Linked DNA regions of Drosophila melanogaster: region 2 is linked to region 1. The links are chromatin contacts, called in public Hi-C maps. All regions are on one chromosome and are shown on one strand. The core of a region is the stretch at or near the end of the contact, and the rest is flanking DNA. Distances in the headings are between cores, read along the strand shown. Region 1 holds the start of Cipc (Clock interacting protein circadian). Region 2 holds the start of scrib (scribble).

Region 1 (5,183 bases), core at 143-2,642:
GAAAAATCTCCCTACTTTTCTCTTCTTTCAAATCGCAGACAAAGCTCTATGATTACTTTGTGCTTATTTCAAGAATATTTCACACGATTTGACCGAACTCTTAATGGCTGATGTAAAACCAAAACATATTTACGTAAAGGAAGGAAGTACTTTTTTATCTTAGTTCTTGGAATTCGACAGCACAGAAACAAATAAAGGGCTAACACATCAACATGTTAAAGTTTTGTTTTCTTTAAGTTACACTTTGTTTCCCTTGCGAAAATTGAGTGCGTCTGGCAATATATGTAAACATTGAAAGTCCCTGAAGCCCAAAACATTATTCGAACTTTATGCTTTATATTTCCCGCGAGTATTTGAGGTATATAATAAAACAGTCGCAGAGAGCATTTATTTTTTTTTTAATTTTAATAGTAAGCCGTATTTAAATCTGGTTAACATAAGTTTGTTTCGTAATTTGTAAATTACTTTAAGTACGAGCTTTAAAGGTCACAGTTAGTGAGCTTAAGAAATCAATATTGCGCATACGCCATGTGGCCCGCCGAAATGCAGATGCAAGCGCAGCACAAGGAAGCCCAAATGCCAAAGGACACGCCATGAGTCATGTGATAAGGCCCACGGATCCTGACCTAAATTCGTCCTTCAGAAGGTGAGGCACGAAGCTTGAAAAAATCTCGCCTATACGGGGAAAGGAAATTCAGGGGGGATGCAAAAAAAAAAATACAGAGAACAGGAGGACAACCTCTCTAGTTGGCAGGAGAGCTTTCAGCATCGGAAGTCGGCTGTCAAGTGCAATTTTGTGTTTTTTTTTTTTTTTTTGGCTTTGTATTATTATTTAGCACCGCACGTGTGGCACACAAATGCTGATGCTAATGCCGGGAGATTTATGGCAAACCTTTTCGCGAGACCTGCCGACTTACCCAGACGCTGCGGGAATGATGTTGATGTCGTGTTTCTTCCGCTCTAGATACCCTTAATTTAATGCACCCTCATTGGGAATAATGAACATTATCTTTTCTTCTTATTTTCTGTATTTTTTCGTATTTGTTTTCACACGCTTTTAATCTATTCTAGGTAAGGGAACGTGTGTGTGCAAATTCGCAGACGCCAATGGCAACACGCGCGCCAAACAAAACTTTCGCTTTCGTTGCGCGTGTGGCCGTCACACCACTACACACAGCTACACTCACTCACACGCACACACACACACACACACACAGTGGCACACACGCGCGCTGGCAAACAACAAACACGGATATGCGAATACTCGAGTGCGACTGCAAAATACGTAAACGCTCGTGTTCAGCGCGAAATACAAAGCTCTCGTAGCTTTTCCAGTTTTTTGACCAAACTGCGAGACGAACACCTCGACCGCCCAAAGCAGAATGAACGCGGTCCGACGAACGAGCGTCGTTTTAATAGTAGCTCAGCGGGCACTCACTGCGCACCCCACAAAAGTGGCCAAATGTGTTAGGAAATTATTAAAAAAAAAAAAAAAGAAAAATAAATTTATTTTTGGTTAGATCATATTTTTAATCAAACATATTAAATTCTTAAAACCATATTTAACATTAAATTAGTTCTAAGTTCTAAATTTAGCAAATTTAGCCGATAAGCAACGAAATAATAAGTTGACTTTACTCGCAGAGTAATCAACAAATTACTATAGCTGGCCTTATCTACAGAAAACGGTTCAAATCATTTATTTGCACACACTCATGCTCGAGCATCCACCAAAATAAAATTATTTATAGCATCAGTGAAAAACTGTTGACACACATTCGCATTCAAAAGTCGCCAACGCATCTCAATCAATCGAAAAATGTTGCCGCAACATTGTTGCCAGCAACACGCCCCGAAAATGGGGAATCCCAGGGGAGAGCTGCTTTGCGTTTGGTTCGGGTTTGTTTTGGTCGTGCCTTTCTGGTTGCCTAAATCCGGACCCTCGGGCCAGGCCATCACCTCCCACTTCCACCCCCCTCCCCGTCGCAATAGAAGGCAATTTTGTCGCACGTGTCGGAAATTTTGTTACGGCCGATTGCTTTTGCTTCCTCTCCCTCTGCGCGATGGCTGTGAGTTTCAATGAGTTGTGTTTGCGCTGACGGGTTGCTATATATATATACACAGAGTACGGGGGAGATTCTTAAACCATAAAAAATAGATATAAATAATATAAGAAGTGTTGTTTAAAATAATAAAAGATTCATTTATTTTTGTACAATTTTAAAACCCTAAATGAAAGCTCTGTACTAACGTTCGACATTGCGAGGTCTTGCTGTACAATATGCATATATTTTTTCTGCTCGAAGACCCACTGTCTTGACAGATACATTTTCCGAGCGACCTTTCGCGCTGTTTTCGTAATGAAAAGGCAATTCAATGGCCTTTGGCTGTTGCCGGCGCAGCCGCCTGCGACACTAACGGTAAACGGGGAACGATGGCTGACTTCCGGTTTGGCTTTAATCGTCTGCTGCTGTCGTAAATGGCAGCAAAATCCGAGCAGCGAACAATAAAAGAGAAATTAGCATAACACATGAGACAACGACAACGACGCTCGTTGGAGGCCCCCTTGCGGAACCGCTTCCCCCCGATTTTGCCATGTTCTTTATGTGTGATTTTAATGGGCTCGTGGGTGTCTGGGCCATGGTCGCTTTTCTATTTCAATTGCCGACACGTGTACGCCGCGTAAAACAAAAGGAACACGACCATAAAAGCATCACGCACATGTCTGGCCATTTGCATTTTTTCCGCCCTTAAATTTCTGCACCCAAAGTGCCATTTAATTGCCATGAAGTGTAGGGGCGTGGCCACTCTTTTGCGTCAATGCAAAAGTTCCATAAACGTGGTCGTTATTATGTGGGCTGTCCATCCTATCAAGACGCCCGTTAAATAAAAGTGCGTAATCAAATCTAACGAGTATAGCCCGAACAACACGAATAATTCAACTGATTAGAAATAGACGAAAATAAACTGTACCGAAATAGCCTAAACACAACCATCTTGCCGTTGACATATTTATTGTTTTATTTTTAATTGATAATGGCATTTTAAGTGACAAATTTTATTATCTGTCCTTTAGTATTAAAATAATTGTGCCTAATTACTCCAAAAATAGCTATGTCGTGATAAAAATAAACCACAATATTGCTGGCTAAACACTTCAAAAACCGCAGATTGTATTTCAATTCTGCGGTTAATGATCGTGCGGCGAACACATTTGTTTGTCAACACTTTTACGTTCAGTGTATGCTATTGGATTGCCAAAAATAAAACATATTTGATTTGTTTTTGTCTGGGAATTTCTAGGGAACACAATTACTCAGCGGAAAAGCGGTTATCAATTGATACGGCGGTCAGCAATGATATGTTTTATTTTTAGACATTTCAGAGTATCGAATTTGCAAATGCTTTGACCGTATGTGTGTGTGGGTTGGGTGTGTGTGTGTGTATGCAAGCGTGTTCGTTGCGGTTGTGTGGGTAACAATAACAATAACAGTAACATGCGCCGACCGCTCGGTACTCATGGTGTTCGGTTTTTTATTTGGTTTTTTTGCCGGTTTTTTCTCCCGGCATGTGTCAGATTTCCAATACCCTTTAATGAGGTACTTCAATTTGTCAATGCTATTACAAAAATTAATGTGTTTTTAAAATCGATATTTTCAAGAATATCAACTAAAATTTGCAACATTCAAGGTTTTAGAGAACTTAGTTTAATACTTTAATACTTTTTTACCTAATAGAGTATATAAATAGCATTGTTCCGAATGGATATTGTTCTCAAGTTATTTCACTCCCTAGTGCCTTTTATAATTATTTTTATTCTCCGTAGTTGACTTTTGTTGTTTCCCCACACATGCCCAATGTCAAGGCCTCTTCGATACAACTGTGAAAAGTCGCCGAAAATACGCCTGTAAGTAAATTTGCATACAAATATTTGCATTATACATATGTACATATGTATGTACATAAATAGTCGCTGCTCCAAATGCAGGGTGGGAAATGGTGAAAACAAAAGGCTGCCACGCGCTTTTCTATGGGGAGCAATACGTTGGAACACAAGCCGATGGCCCCCAGCGGATCAACATACAAAAATACATATAATACCCACTGATACCGACAATTTGATAACATTTTGGCAGCGAAAACAAAGTACGCACCTGTCGCAAAACAACTGGCAGCAAAACAGGTTGTTAGTAATATTAAATTATATTTTCATTCATATTTTTAGTTAACTGAAATATATACAGCCATATCTGTAAGTGCAAAACAATGAGTATGCAACCGGAAACCACTTCACATTAATATATTTATAACCAATAACCAATAACCAATGTTATGTACGATAAATTTATACTTTATATTTTTATTATTTTTTTATAACTTTATATTTGTTAGGCACTGTTTTATTACTTAAAGGAGCCCATACATAAAAATCTAAACAGCTTTTAAAGAAAAATCATGTCAAATGGTTCATATTCGTATCTCTTAGAATAAATATGATAATTTCCCAAAAAATACCATATATATTTATTTATAAAAGAAACGATTGAACGAAAGTTGTGCATTTAAAAGTCGCGGGCTCAAGCAGTACGCAAGCAGTTGATTTGAACTTTTTTGTGGCGACCTGCTTGTACGCAGATATTCGACAAAAGCTTGGTGGGTAAACAAAGCTTTCTCTGCTAGCAAGCAGTTTTTCGCGGGAAGTTTAAAATGATTTCGAAGAATTGTTTATTCACAATAGAAGAAACATGTTTATCATAGATCCATTTTATTCAAATCAAACTTTATTCACATAAAGTTAAGAAGTTTCTTTAAAGGAGTTTAAAGTAATATAGTTGTATTGAAAAACTAACTTACATTATACATATATTGACAATTTCTATACGTTATCGCAAACGCAAGCTGATCATTTGCAAATGATTTACAAAATTTCCTGTTGCAATCACCTTGTTAAATTCTAATTACCAGATCAGCAAACCACATGATTGCCATTTGCCGCCGGGCCGTATAAAAGTCAATTGCTAAATTAAAACATTTCAATACGTAATGCTAACAACATGAAATCTGAGACTAGCTGAAGTCATTAAACCTCCTCATCGCCCTGGCGAAAATCCAAGTATCCAACCGCGTCTGAACACCCAACAAACATCAATTTCGCCGCCGGCGATGATCGAAGAAGGGGCGGG
Region 2 (4,787 bases), core at 347-2,846, 430 kb before region 1:
GTGCTCATGTTTTAAGATCTGGTTAGCAAGAAACCCAAATACGCATCATGAACGGATTCTTCACAATAATATGAAATGAAATAACTGCTTTTAACCCAATGTCAGTGTCCTTGGTCGTTTGGTCCAGTTCATTTTCAAGGATTCCTAAGCTACGCACTCACCTTGGGCAAGTCCCGGATGTGGTTGGCGTCGAGGAAGAGCTCCTCCAGGGTACGGGAGTACCGCAGGATCTCCTCGGGCACCTGCGGCAGGGAGCAGTGGCGCTTGTCCACGAACTCCACCTGCCGGTTGCAGCCCTTGAAGATGGGAATGCACTTGAACATGCTCGTCTTCGGCCGCGTCGGCTGTGACTGCTTCTTTTTGGACGTCGTCTTGCCGGCTTTTCGATTGTTTGAGGGGGGAAAAGGAGGGGGTGTTCTATTGTAACGTTAGCTCGTTTCGATCGTAGGATGTCTCTGCAGCACTTGGCTAGCTGGCGGACATCGACAGTGCCGGTGTAGCAGACCGATAGTTGGACACTTTCTTTCGCTATCTCGGGCTCTTATTTATCGCACACGTTTCGCCCACATTTTTCACTGTAATTAAATTTTACATTTTATTTATATTTATTTATTTGATTGCTTCTCGCATTGCGATTACGTTAGGCGTTGCGCTACGTGAAACGGCAAGGGAAAAACGTAAGATAGACTTTTTTCTTTTTTGTGTTTGCCTGGCCTTGCCATTTTGTTGTTGCGGCTCACTGGAGTTTGTTTGAAAGAGAGAGGACGAGCGAGAGAGCGCCAAAAGAGAGCCGCTTACACACAAACGCACAAACACGCGCCTGTGTGGGTAATAAGCGAAATAATGAATAATAATCAATTCTAATTGGCACTTGGTTGGAATGCCATAAAACGCATTGCATCACGTAGTTAGTTAAAAGAAACAAGAAACGCAACGCAACGCATCGCATTTGTTGCTTCCTCTCCACAGCGAAGCTGCGTGGAATGGTGGAATAGTGAAAAACTTCAGCGGAAAATTAACATTAATGCGACACACCCAAACGGACACACGCACACAGGGAAAGCCCGAAAGCCGGGAATCCAAATAGCTATTTCGTTACGTTACGTTTCTCTCGTTTTTGTGCCACTGTGCAGCGGCGTATGTTTTGGAATTTACACACACACGCACACGCAGGACAAGCGCACACACACGGACGAACGCACACATATACGCGCAGGCTGCGCAACAACAAAATGCTAGTCTAAGGCGGCGAGGAATCAGCGAAAAAGTGAAAGAGAAGGCGCTAGCTGGCGTTCTCCCTGCGTTTTTCGCACGCTTTGACGCGTTATTTGCACGAGTATTTACTGTAGTTACAGGGGCCACACAGAACAACGAAAATCGCAGCGAGCAGCACGTCTAAATTACGAACACGTACACGCACGCACACACACACACTCGCACGCACTCATGCAGTTAAAAAACAGGCGGTTTTTTCGCTTCCACACTCAAAAGCGGTCGAAAATCACGAGCGTTGGGTGAAAATCAACCGTTGTTTTCATCCGCGTTTACAATTTTTTCTCGTCGTCCGCCCGCGCGCAACAACAACTCTTTGCAGTATGACGCTCTGGAAAAACCAAGAAAAAGGTGACACTCCTCTTCCATCAACGAAGTATCTTCGCATACGTTCACACTTTGGAGAAATTTTGTGAATCGCCGTCTGGTCACACTACTAGCAACTGCGCAACTCACCTTTAGTAAAGACAACAACCATTCGTTTTATTTGCCATCTCTATTTCCGATTTTTAATCGGCGCCTTCCTATTTGAGATGAAGTTTAAGTTAATATTTTAAATTAAGATTAAAAGATAATGAATATTTTCATTAATTACGTTAAAAAAGGAAAATAACTTGAATACTGTAAAGTACTTGGTGTTCGGTAAGTAATTATAATATAATATAACACAAGATAATAATATAATATGTAATATTTTTCTAGTGCAAAATAAAAGTTACGTTTGTCTGTAATAAATTTAAATCTTAGTACTAGATTCAACAAACTGCATTTTTTTTGTGTCTCTTTTTTGCTTTACTCGCATTCCGTTTTGTTTGTTTTTCGCTGCTCGAAAAGCTTACGCTGCCGACTGCGACGTCGACATTGAAATTTTGGCGTCGCAAACAAAAACAAAAGTTGCCGGCTCTCTTCAAAGCTCAAATTGAGCAAGATAAAAGAGTGTACAAATTCTCTTAAGTTGCTGCTCTCTTACAACCGCTTAATGTTAAGCAATGTTAACCGATTTAAACCCAAAGGTTTTGTTCTTTGTATCTTGATGTTAAAAAGAGCTGAAATTGTTTAACATTTTTTTTTGTCATAGGAATGTGTATTTGATATTCCTTCATGTCTATTTGGTGTTTAAGAAGATATTGAGCATTATTTTTAGTGCTAAGTTTAAGTGAAGCCTAAATGATTAAAGCTGTGGAGTTCGATTTTTGCAATGCAAGACAACATCGTAAAGAAGAAGTAGAAGCTGGTAGTTTTTATCTTTTACGTTTTAAAACAGATGCGAATTTTCCATCTGATCGCAATCGTATTACATTCAAATCGGCGCCTTTCCCGAATCGGTTAACATAGCGCCGAGGAGAAAGAGAAATTGGGGGAGTATCACTATCGCTTTCTCGTTCTTTCGCCGAACGGGCTGCTTGTCGCCGCCGTTCCATTCATAAGCATAAGTTAAGCAGTGCGCCAAAGCTCGGCGAACAGTTTGGACGTGTTTGCTGCGTCGCTCTGTGTAATTGCGGGCGGATTTCTCTAGTAAATTTTTGCCGGCGCTTGTAAATTCGCGATATTTTCGACGACGCTGCGTGCTTGTGTGTGTTTCAAACAACAAACAAAAGTTAAACAAGCTGGGCAACAACAGTAATTGCAGCTATGTGTGCGTCTGTGTTTGCGTGTGTTTGAGTGCGTGAGTGCGAGCGAAACACAAACGTAAAGCGGAAATGCAAAAAAGACAACAAAGGTAGCAGAAAAGTAAAAAGTAAAAAGTAAAAGAGAGGAGCCGGTGCAGCCAGAAAGAGCAAGACAGCACGAGTGGGGGCTAATGAAAACGAAATGTGATTCATTGGCTTTATCAATTGTGCAAAATTCCGGCATTGTTTAGTCCTGGGCGACAAATAAATTATGACATAATACAACAAAGGGCGAAATAACAAGAAACTGGAGACGCAGCAAAGCACAAAAAAGCGTAAAGTGCGTGTATGTGTGCGAGTGGGAGTGCGTGTACGTTTGTGTGTGTGCGTGTGGGTGGCATCAGTATTTGAAAATTGAGAAATTCCAAACAAACAAAGCGGCAAAAAGGATATACGAATGTATGTAGCAAAGGAAAAACTCCAAGTACAGTAGTTGCTGCTGCTTCTTGTTCACGCAAAAGGCAAAAACGCAAAAAAGCAAAAAAACCCAAAGGCAAAATACCCGAAAAAGCAAAGGCAAAGCAGCAAGAGCGTAGCAAAAACAAAAAACAAGGAGCAAAACGGCGGCATCTCAAAAGCTTAGTAAGCTGCGCTGCTGCTGCCGCCGCTGCTGTTGCTTCTTCTTCACTGTTTTCTTCTCCTTATTTTTTATTTTTGCAAACAAAAAAGTATATGATGCCCAAACAAGAAGCGCAAGAAGAAGCAGCAGTCGGGAGAGGAACGAGCATAATAGAAGGTAGAAATTTCGAGGAAATCGAAATTTGCGTCGTTGCTGAAATTCGTTTGTTTCCTCATCTTCCTCCCCTTCGTCCTCTTCATCCGCTCTTTCGCTCTCTGTTTTCCTGAGCGCCGGATTTTGCGGCTCTTTGTGTGTGTGTGTCGTGTATCTGTGTGTTTTTGTGCAAAAATTCGCGTACAATTTGTTTTATATAACAACAACTACCCCAATGTGATTTCCTTTGCTCAGCCGGCTTTTTGCTCATCTTCCAGTTTTGGGTTTTATCTTAAACCAAAACCGAATATTATACAATATATTTCGAAAAAGATGTAAACGAGACAAAGTTTTATATCGCAGGGCTGTAAACAAATGAACGCCACAATGCACAGAAGAAATAAGCTAGTATTTCCAATATTTTTTCAACCAGAAGCATTTTTTATTTTATTCGTTTAATTTGCTTGCTTGGTTAATAAAACAAACGAATTTTTAATAAAATTCAATTAGAAATCTAAATGCTATTACAAATTTAAACGCAATCCAATTACTTTCTGTGTATTCAAAACAAAAAACCGTAGCTCAAATTCGCACAAGCGTTTTTTTTCATTTTTCTTTTGATTTATCGAATTGTTTTTTTTCAATTGTCGTACGGATAAAAGTTTGTCTGCGATGTGCGTTACTTTTTGCAAAGCCTTTCATAGTTCGAACAGCAAAGGCATCAACAATATAATAGTAAGCCAGAAATATATTTTAGCATTCATATATGCGATTTTTTGCTTTTTGCGAGCTTTGGTTTGCCGCGCAATTTTGCGCTCTTGAGATAGAAATGTATCTTGCAGATACACGCGCCTTTTGTCGAATTGAAATTGAAATGGGCTCCGCCGCCTTTTATGTGGCATCATCACCGCCATCATCATCATTATTATTATTATTATGACTACTATCATTATTATGGAGATGCGTGCGTAATGGCAGATGAAGAATCTGAGCCGTAGAATCTGCGAATTTATCGCAGCTTAAATCCGAGCACACACAAAAAGCCAGTACAAATTTAGGGCCGATAAAAGGATGTCAGAGGAAGTAAAAAGAAAGGATAGAGGGGAAAAACGCAGGATGAAGGATACCTTTGT

What was found. A called contact is a pair of places that touch in the nucleus more often than the background predicts.
Region 2: a Hi-C map of the Kc167 cell line shows a contact between it and region 1, with 4 times the contacts expected there. The contact joins the promoter of scrib here to the promoter of Cipc in region 1. A contact is called at or near these places in 3 of 107 Hi-C or Micro-C datasets (the Kc167 cell line, the ML-DmBG3-c2 cell line and the Sg4 cell line).

Annotation. Positions count from the first base shown.
Region 1 is chr3R:26,103,077-26,108,259 of dm6, reverse strand. It overlaps Cipc (Clock interacting protein circadian), which reads right to left and starts at 1,392. Exons shown (of 5, transcript NM_001276054.1): 1 at 918-1,392; 2 at 1-675.
Region 2 is chr3R:26,533,159-26,537,945 of dm6, reverse strand. It overlaps scrib (scribble), which reads right to left and starts at 1,596. Exons shown (of 25, transcript NM_001260393.1): 1 at 1,549-1,596; 2 at 162-575. The coding sequence starts at 323. plum (plum,) reads left to right here and starts at 2,729. Exons shown (of 11, transcript NM_001260388.1): 1 at 2,729-3,222.